Regions from separate parts of the Anser cygnoides genome. Here region 1 is linked to region 2. A link is a contact called in public Hi-C data. All regions are on one chromosome and are shown on one strand. Each heading gives the region's core, a stretch centred on a gene start, on an enhancer-like site or on the middle of the called end of the contact. The rest is flanking DNA. Distances are from core to core; before and after follow the strand shown.

The links. Hi-C and Micro-C count contacts between places; a contact is called where the count stands out from the background.
Region 1: a Hi-C map of liver shows a contact between it and region 2, with 1.8 times the contacts expected there. The contact joins the promoter of SOAT1 here to the promoter of LOC106042493 in region 2. A contact is called at or near these places in 2 of 7 Hi-C or Micro-C datasets (both in liver).

Annotation. Positions count from the first base shown.
Region 1 is chr8:12,468,146-12,471,940 of Taihu_goose_T2T_genome, forward strand. SOAT1 (sterol O-acyltransferase 1) reads right to left here and starts at 1,700. Exons shown (of 16, transcript XM_048073370.2): 1 at 1,570-1,700.
Region 2 is chr8:12,332,774-12,336,597 of Taihu_goose_T2T_genome, forward strand. LOC106042493 (torsin-1A-interacting protein 1-like) reads right to left here and starts at 1,501. Exons shown (of 6, transcript XM_048073470.2): 1 at 1,099-1,501; 2 at 907-975. The coding sequence starts at 1,486. It overlaps TOR1AIP2 (torsin 1A interacting protein 2), which reads left to right and starts at 3,353. Exons shown (of 7, transcript XM_067001762.1): 1 at 3,353-3,719.

The DNA of each region.
Region 1 (3,795 bases), core at 450-2,949, 140 kb after region 2:
TGCAGGACACTGCCCCTTTTAGCCCTGTGTCACAAGATCCCAGCCAGGTCAGTCTACACGCTATAAAACCAAGGACCATAAAAATGACAAGCTTCCAAGCTGACTTTGTAAACCAGCTGATAGCTCACACTATCATAATTTATGTAATACAAAGAGCGTTCACCTGAAGAACACAAAGGACCAGGCATGGAAACAGTAAACCTTCCTTCAGTTAACATGCTCAGCAGCACAGAAAACTAGCTAGCAGGACTAGCCCACTTCTAACAGCTCTCCACACCTATTGCTGCCATTGTTCTGAACAACCCTCTCACCTTTAAGTGCAAGCCAAGCACCACTGTGAAGACACTATGCTTCCTAGCTCTCTGCCTTCCCACCGGATTCCCAGTACAGACACTGCCACATCACATCTATCAAAGAATCATTTTGCCCACCTGGGGCTTACAACTACATGGAGGTTACAGCCAGCCAGCCACTTCAATCCTTCTGCTCTTACACAAGTGAGGTGGCCAAAATCCTATCACATAAGAATGGGTCACTGATCACAGCACAGATTCTAAAGAAAAATGAGGGAAGAAGGAGAGGGGAATAAAGCAGCCACATTAATTTGATCATTAACAATCTATCCCCTGAGCTATTACAGAGCATCTCCACTGCCTCCTGATCCAAGTCAAGTTGTTCCCATGAACTACACCCATCCTTATGGAGCACAGGTTCTCCAGCTCCAACAGAGGACTAAGTTTACTTCTTTTCAGCGTACGCTCTCTGTCCTCAAGAGGCGAGGAAAGCAGTCTCCTCTCCAATGCACACATGGGAGTTGTAAGAGTATCTGAGAGATTGACAGAAAGGAAGTAAGAATAACACGTTCCAGGATGGATGGAGGAAGAATGATGTATTCAGAAGAAGAATTAAGGTAATTAACTTAGGGAGTTGGTATCCTAAGTGAGCTCCGCAGATGCGGTACCAAAACAACTCAGCAGAGGTCAAGCGATCAGAGCAAAGGATTTTTGGCACAGAAACAAGAACCGTGCCGGGGGAAATCTAGCAAAGCAGATACTTTCCTCATGGGGTTTCCGCATGAGAAGTATAACACTACGGCACCTGAGAAGCTACCGGCACAGCGGTGTCTGGGGAGAGCAGACCTTCCCTCCGACCCCTGCTAGAGGCAGACCGGTCACGGCAGGGCAGGACCCAGAGGTTCTCCTCCTCCTCCTCCTCCTCCTCCTCCTCAGACGGCAGAAGCCTCCCGACCAGCAGCCGCTCCTCTCGCCCCGCTCCGAGCACCTGACGGGTGACGCTGGCGTCCCCCAGCCAGGCTTCCCAGCGGGACCTCCCCGCTTTTATAGGCGTGACCGGCCCCAATAAACCCGGGCTCCTCCGTCCTCCCTCTCGCAACCCTGCCAGCACGCCCTCGGAGCGAGCAGGGCTCACCTTCGCGGTGGCTCCCCCGAGCCGGGCGGGCACCGGGACAAAGCTGGGGTCTCACAGCGAGAGGCGAACGAGGAGGGCAATGGAAGCAGCAGAGACCCGGCGGCGGCCCCCTCACGGAGCGCCCCTCCCCCCCCAAGTCACCTCAGTCCGCTCCCGCCGCCAACGGCCCCGCGCCGCCGCTTCCCGCCTCCGCCGCGCACGTCACCGCGCACCAGGATCCGGGAGGGGAGGGGGGCGGGGGGGAGCAGAGGCGCCGCCGCCGCCCATTGGCTGAGGGGGGAGAGGGGGCGGGGCGAAGGCGGGCGGGAGGCGGCACGTGAGGCGCACGTGGGGGGCGCGCGCCCCTCCTCCCTCCTCCCCCCTCCCCCCTCCCGGTCCCCTCCCGGTTTCCCGCCTCTCGCCTCCTGTCAGAGGCCGCCCCCGGGTCCCGTCAGCGCTCGGCAGCAGCCCCGAGACCCCTGCGAGGGGCTGGGGGGACCTGGCTGCCGCAGCCGCCCTCGTCCCTCGGGAGGAAGGCAGCGGCTGGTCAACCAGCGCCTCGTCCAGCTCCCGGGGCTGGGCGACACGCGTGGCCTCTGCAGGGACCCAACTTCAAAGCGTTTTACCCGAGCAGGGGCAAATCTGTTGAAGGGGAAGCACGCACGGAGCGCCTGCCAAGTTGTGTGGCGCTCCCTGTGCCCACGAAGAGGCTTTGTGGGCTGCTGGCTCTCCCAGGTGTTCCCGGGGAGCCCCAAGGACGCCTTGTGTGGGGAATGAGCCCCAGCTCGACCGTGAGGTGGGGGCTGAGGAAGGGGCCTGGACAGAGACATCTCATTTTTCCCAGTCCGTACCCTGGAGTGACAAGAGTTGGGTGAAAGGCTCAAACCCACACCCTTGCTTTGTGCCTTTCTCTAGGAAGACACAGGCACATGACGGACTGTGAGTCACTGGAACACGTCAGCAGCAAACAAACTCTAGTAACCTTTCAGTAGCTGCAATTTACAGCGTAGATGGGAAAGCATTGCTAAAATAAGAACTAAGCCACTAACTTTCATGTCTTTTCCTTCTCTTCACGGCTTCAAAGCAGTGCTATGCATGCTACGTGTGCAGATATATCTCAAAAGGGTGTCCCAAACCACGGTACAAAATATGCTGAGGTAGTAAAATATTTCAAAGTTTCTGTCACATTTCACCTTACTGTTAGTACAAAAAAAATGTTTTGGCCAACGCATACCCATGAAATGCTTTTTTAAACCTGTAACTGCTGGAACTATTAAGCTATTTTAAAGAATCCTTGGGGACTCTGAGCAGAGCCACTGAGTGACAGTCTGAAAGATTTAGTTTGCAGTGGTCCCACCACCCATCTTTCATGCCATTTAATAGGAAAATTGTTGTAAAAAATGAAAAAGCAAAAAATCCTTTCACTGCTGCAATGCAAATAGCAGCATGGATGACAGCACTGGGAACTTTAACAAAACTGAGCCCATTTTTATCAACTCATTTTTAGCACAAGGCTTCTTAGAGATACTCTGAGTCAGGCTATCCATGACCACTGGTGCCCTCATGCTGAAAACGCTGTGCTAGCTTTTTACACAGAAGTGTCTTGTGGTGCCAGCATGACCTGGGTGGATGAGTGGAAAAGAAGAAGAAAAAAAAAACTCTCAAAGTTTGCTAAAGATGAAAAAATTGTTGATGAAACTGTTCCATCAAATCAGTAAAACCCCAACTCCAGACGGTAGGAAAATGAGATCCCTTTAGCAAAAAGGAAAGTGCACCTAACTTTCAGAGCTAGCCAACTTGCTTTGCTTACTTTGCCTCGAAGGGATAGGTGCCACCGTATTTTAACACCTCTTGAAAAATCTCTAAGGCCAAAGAAGCACGGTGTGGTGGGCACTTCTGGTCACTCAGCCGTTCCCTAAAAGCGCTGTTTGACAACATACCCTTCCTTTCGTTCTGAGTGCGTCTCCAGGCAGCTCACCCAAGGTGAAAAGCAAAGCAGCTCCCCTTGTTACGTATCTTCCCATCCTTTAAAAAAAATAGAAAAAGCCATTGCCACCTGTTTTTTGCCACTCATGCCTATCTTCTGTTGTTGTCTTCACAGGTCCAACCCGCTGTATTGTTTCATCATTTACTATGCCTGTCAGTAAGCTGCTTCTTGATTTTCTCGAGTGTTTTCCATTAATCCTGCTGGTTGCGTTGCTCAAAGGTTGCCTAACCACAACCGTTTCTGAGCACCCCTGGATGAATCACGGCGTGGTTGCCCCCATTTGTTGGCATGGCAGCTGGTGTCCCTGACACTCCAACCCTTTACTTATGCTTACTTGCTTCTGATGTTAACCCACACGTGCTGCCCAGGATGGACAAATACATCCGCGTGGTGACTGCTGG
Region 2 (3,824 bases), core at 251-2,750:
CAAGCATTATAGTCTCACACTTTTACAACACTTGTGTATATAACTCTCTTTATCAGTGTAGTGATAGGACAAGGGTTAACAGCTTTAAACTGAAAGAAGGTAGGTTTAAATTAGATATAAGGAAGAAATTATTTACTGTGAGGGTGATGAGGCACTGGCCCAGGCTGCCCAGAGGAGCTGTGGCTGCCCCATCCCTGGCAGTGCCCAGGGCCAGGCTGGATGGGGCTGGGGGCAGCCTGGGCTGGTGGGGGGGTCCCTGCCCACGGCAGGGGGCTGGAACTGGGTGGGCTTCAAGGTCCCTTCCAACCCTAACCATGCTGTGATTCTATAAGCAAATGCCACTGATGCTGAAAGCCTGGGGAGGCAGGGGGATGACATCTCTCCCCCATCCTCATCCTTAGAGATGCCCGCAGGAAAAAAAAAAAATGAAATAAATCCACTCAGCCATACTTCCTAAAGGAATGGCTTCCCACAGCTTTTTCAGAGATGAAGCTTTTTCACCTGCTAACCAGCTGCACTTTTTTACGTTGCGCTTTACCCGCTAACTAGTTGCACCCTCACTCTTAAAGCAGCTTAATGTCGATATTCCTGCTTCCCCAACGGCACATCCACAGCCTCTGCCTTCCTCCTTCAGGACGAGACTTCTCCGTGCCCCCCAGCTGAAGCTCACCCAACTCCCCTCCTGAGCGCCGCCGAACCCTTCGCCAAAGCACCCAGCCCAGCTCAGGAGACAAAAAGGGAAGGAAGCAGAGCCATCTGCTTGCAGCCCTCTGACGGGGCGACCGCCCGACGGCACGGGACGGTTTTAGGCGACGCCGGCACCCCGGCAGCGCCTCTGTGAGCCCCGGGGAAGCAGCAAGAAGCCCGGCCCGCAGCGCCGCGGGGCGGGCACAGCCCCGCACTCACCTGCCGCCCTGCAGGCTCGGATCGGCGGCCGGGTCAGGCGGTCCGGGCTCACAACGCCGAGCTCGCCCCCTGCAACGACACACGCGTGAGGGGAGCCTCTGCGGGGCCCCCCGAGGGGGGGGGGGGCAGCTCCTTGCTTCCCCTGCCGAAATCCTCACACCCCCCCCACACACGCCCCGCCGCGCCGCTCACCCTCCGGCGCCCCACCGGAGCCGGGCTCGGGCTCGGCCTCCCTCTCCCTCTCCGCCGCCTCCGCCAAGCGGGGGCTCTTCCGCCGCCGCTTCAGCTCGGGGGCGTCCGGCGGAGCCCGCTCGTCGCCGTCCCCCACCATGCCGCTGGCGCTCCAGGCGACGACCGCCGCCCCCTTAGCCCTGCCCTGCCCGGCCGCCGCCCCTCTCGGAGCCGCCCGGGACCGAAGCTGCCGCCTCGGCGCGGCGGGGGCGGCCCCGCCAACCTCACTTCCCGCCGCGGGCCGGGCCGGCCCCGCCGCTTCCTGCGGGCCGAGGGGCGGCTCGTGGGCAGCGCCGCCGCCGCCATGTTGCGCGCGGTCCCGCTGAGGGGGCGACGCCGCCGCCGCCATGTTGTGCGCGGACCCCCTGAGGCAGTCGCCGCGCAGAGCCCGGCTCGGGCACCGAAGTTTGGGGCTGGTTTTTTGTTTGTTTTGTACATGTTGTGCATTATGGAGGATGGAGGCTGTGTGAGGGAAGTGCCAGTCACACTCCTGCAACAGCCTCGTTTATGCACACATTTCACAATAAAGTATTTTAATGCTATAGCAGCACACTGTCAATGTTCCAGTTTGTCCTAGAAGCAAGTAAATATTTGTGAAATAAATTATGCATGCTCACACCTGTACCAGCAGTTGTCATATAAGATGTAAATGCTGAATGTAGGCATTGAACAATGTTTTCTAAAGCAAAAACAAATGAGGAGGTAATAAATACTGTGTTGGAAGGTTTCAAAGTACAGCTGAACTGTTAGCGCAATTCAAATTAGGTAGGAAAAGACCTGCTGGAGGCATGACTTGTGATCTCTGACCTGGCAGGTGACCTGGTGTGACTACAGCTACCAAGCAGTATCACATTGCTCACAAGAAGCATATTATTAAATTAATATATTATGTAAATAGCTACGCAGGACTCAAAAATGTGTCCTTTGTAAGCCAACTAAACACTGTTGATTCTTCAGATTGAGAGAAATTTTATTCCTGTTTAGAGAAAATCCATCATTAAACAAGTTAAAGGACAGATCTGTTGAGCTGCAGTTCTATATACCAGCTCATATCCAATGACTGTGAACACCAAAGGAAGAAAGTCATCTCACAGACCCCTCCTCAGCAGGACAAGGGGAGATAATAGGATTAAAAATAAATAAATAAAAAAGTTGTGGGTCAAGATTAATTAAAAGATTAATTAAAAGCAGTTTAATGAAAGAAAAGCAAAGGCTGCTCACAGAAGCAAGAAAAAAATCTCTCTACTTTCCATCAGCAGGTGATGTCCAGGCAATTCCTGGGAAGATCGGCTTCAGCACACACAGCAATTGCTTCAGAAGACAAACACCTTCATAGCAAATGCCCCTGCTCCTGCTTGCCCTTAGTTTTTAGGGTTGAACTTGAGGTTATAAGGGATGGAGTATCCCTTTGGGCAGTTAGGGTCAGCTGTCCCAGCTGTGTCCCTTCCCAGCCTCTTGTCTGGGACTACTGGCTTTTGGGGGGCTGGAAATGGAGCCTTGATGCTGTGCAAGCACTGTTCAGCAACAGCCAAAACTCAAAGCACAGCACTTTATGGGATGCCGTGAGGACAGTGAACCCCATCCCAGCCAGACCCAGTACATCACCAGTACACGAGTTCAGGATGCTGTGGGAGCAGGAGAGCAGACCACGGCATGGAGCTGGGCTTTTGCACTTCACCTAAATGATATTTCCCCACTCAGTCCTGCACTAACTGTTTACAGACCTGGTGTCCACAAATGAGTCTAATCCTGAAACTCTGCCTCCATCACCCCTGTGCCAGGAAGGTCTGGAAGTTTCCTGCACATAGCATAAAAAAAGTACTTTTTCTGCCCACTCAAACCTAATGTGCTGCCTGTTTTGCAAGTTTCTCAAGTTCTAGTAACGAGGGGTTTGGTGAGCGATAACACCACGTGGATTAACCCTCCCCACTGTCAGCCTTCTGCTCTCCAAATTGAAGAGTCCCACTCCCAGACTCTGCCCTGTGCCGGCACTGCTTCAGTCACCTTTCCCTGTGCTTCGTCTCAGCCATTTGCAGATGGTAGAAAGGTTCCAGGCTGACCCGATGGGCTGCAGCCTCTGTCCCTTGCATCAATGCCTTTCCTCAGTTTGCCCTGCTCCATGCCACTGTTTCCCATGAAATGGGTCCTGGGGCAGGGGTCTGTAAGGTTGGAACATATCTGCACCCTCTGTGGGCACAGCAAGATATATTATTGTTATTATTTTTGAAAAGCATTGCCCAAATGTATTTAAGCCTACAGCACAGAAATGCAGCCAGAAATACAGTCCAAAAGGAGTTACAACACTGAACGCTTCCGGGAATGACGGCCCTCCTTCTCCTGGTGGAAGAGCTGCCAGCACTGGAGAGGAGGGAGGAAAACTACAGCTCCCAGCAGCCTGCCTGGGCAGCCGTGGAAGGGCAGGGTTCACCCTCGCGCCGACAGCAGCGGAGGATTTAGGGCGCGTTCGGGATAAGGGCTGTCCAGCCGAGCCAAAGGGCCTCCGGGAAGGACAAGCCCCGGGGCCATCGCTGGCCGCCTCGCTGCTTCTCTTCACAGCCCCAACCGGCTCCAGCCCTGCCCAGGTAAGTGTCCGAGGTCACGGCGGCTTTGTGCTTCCTTTTCTGCAAGTGGGAACGGCACAGAGAAGGGAGGGACAGCAGCCAGGCCAGGAGAGCCATAAATAAACC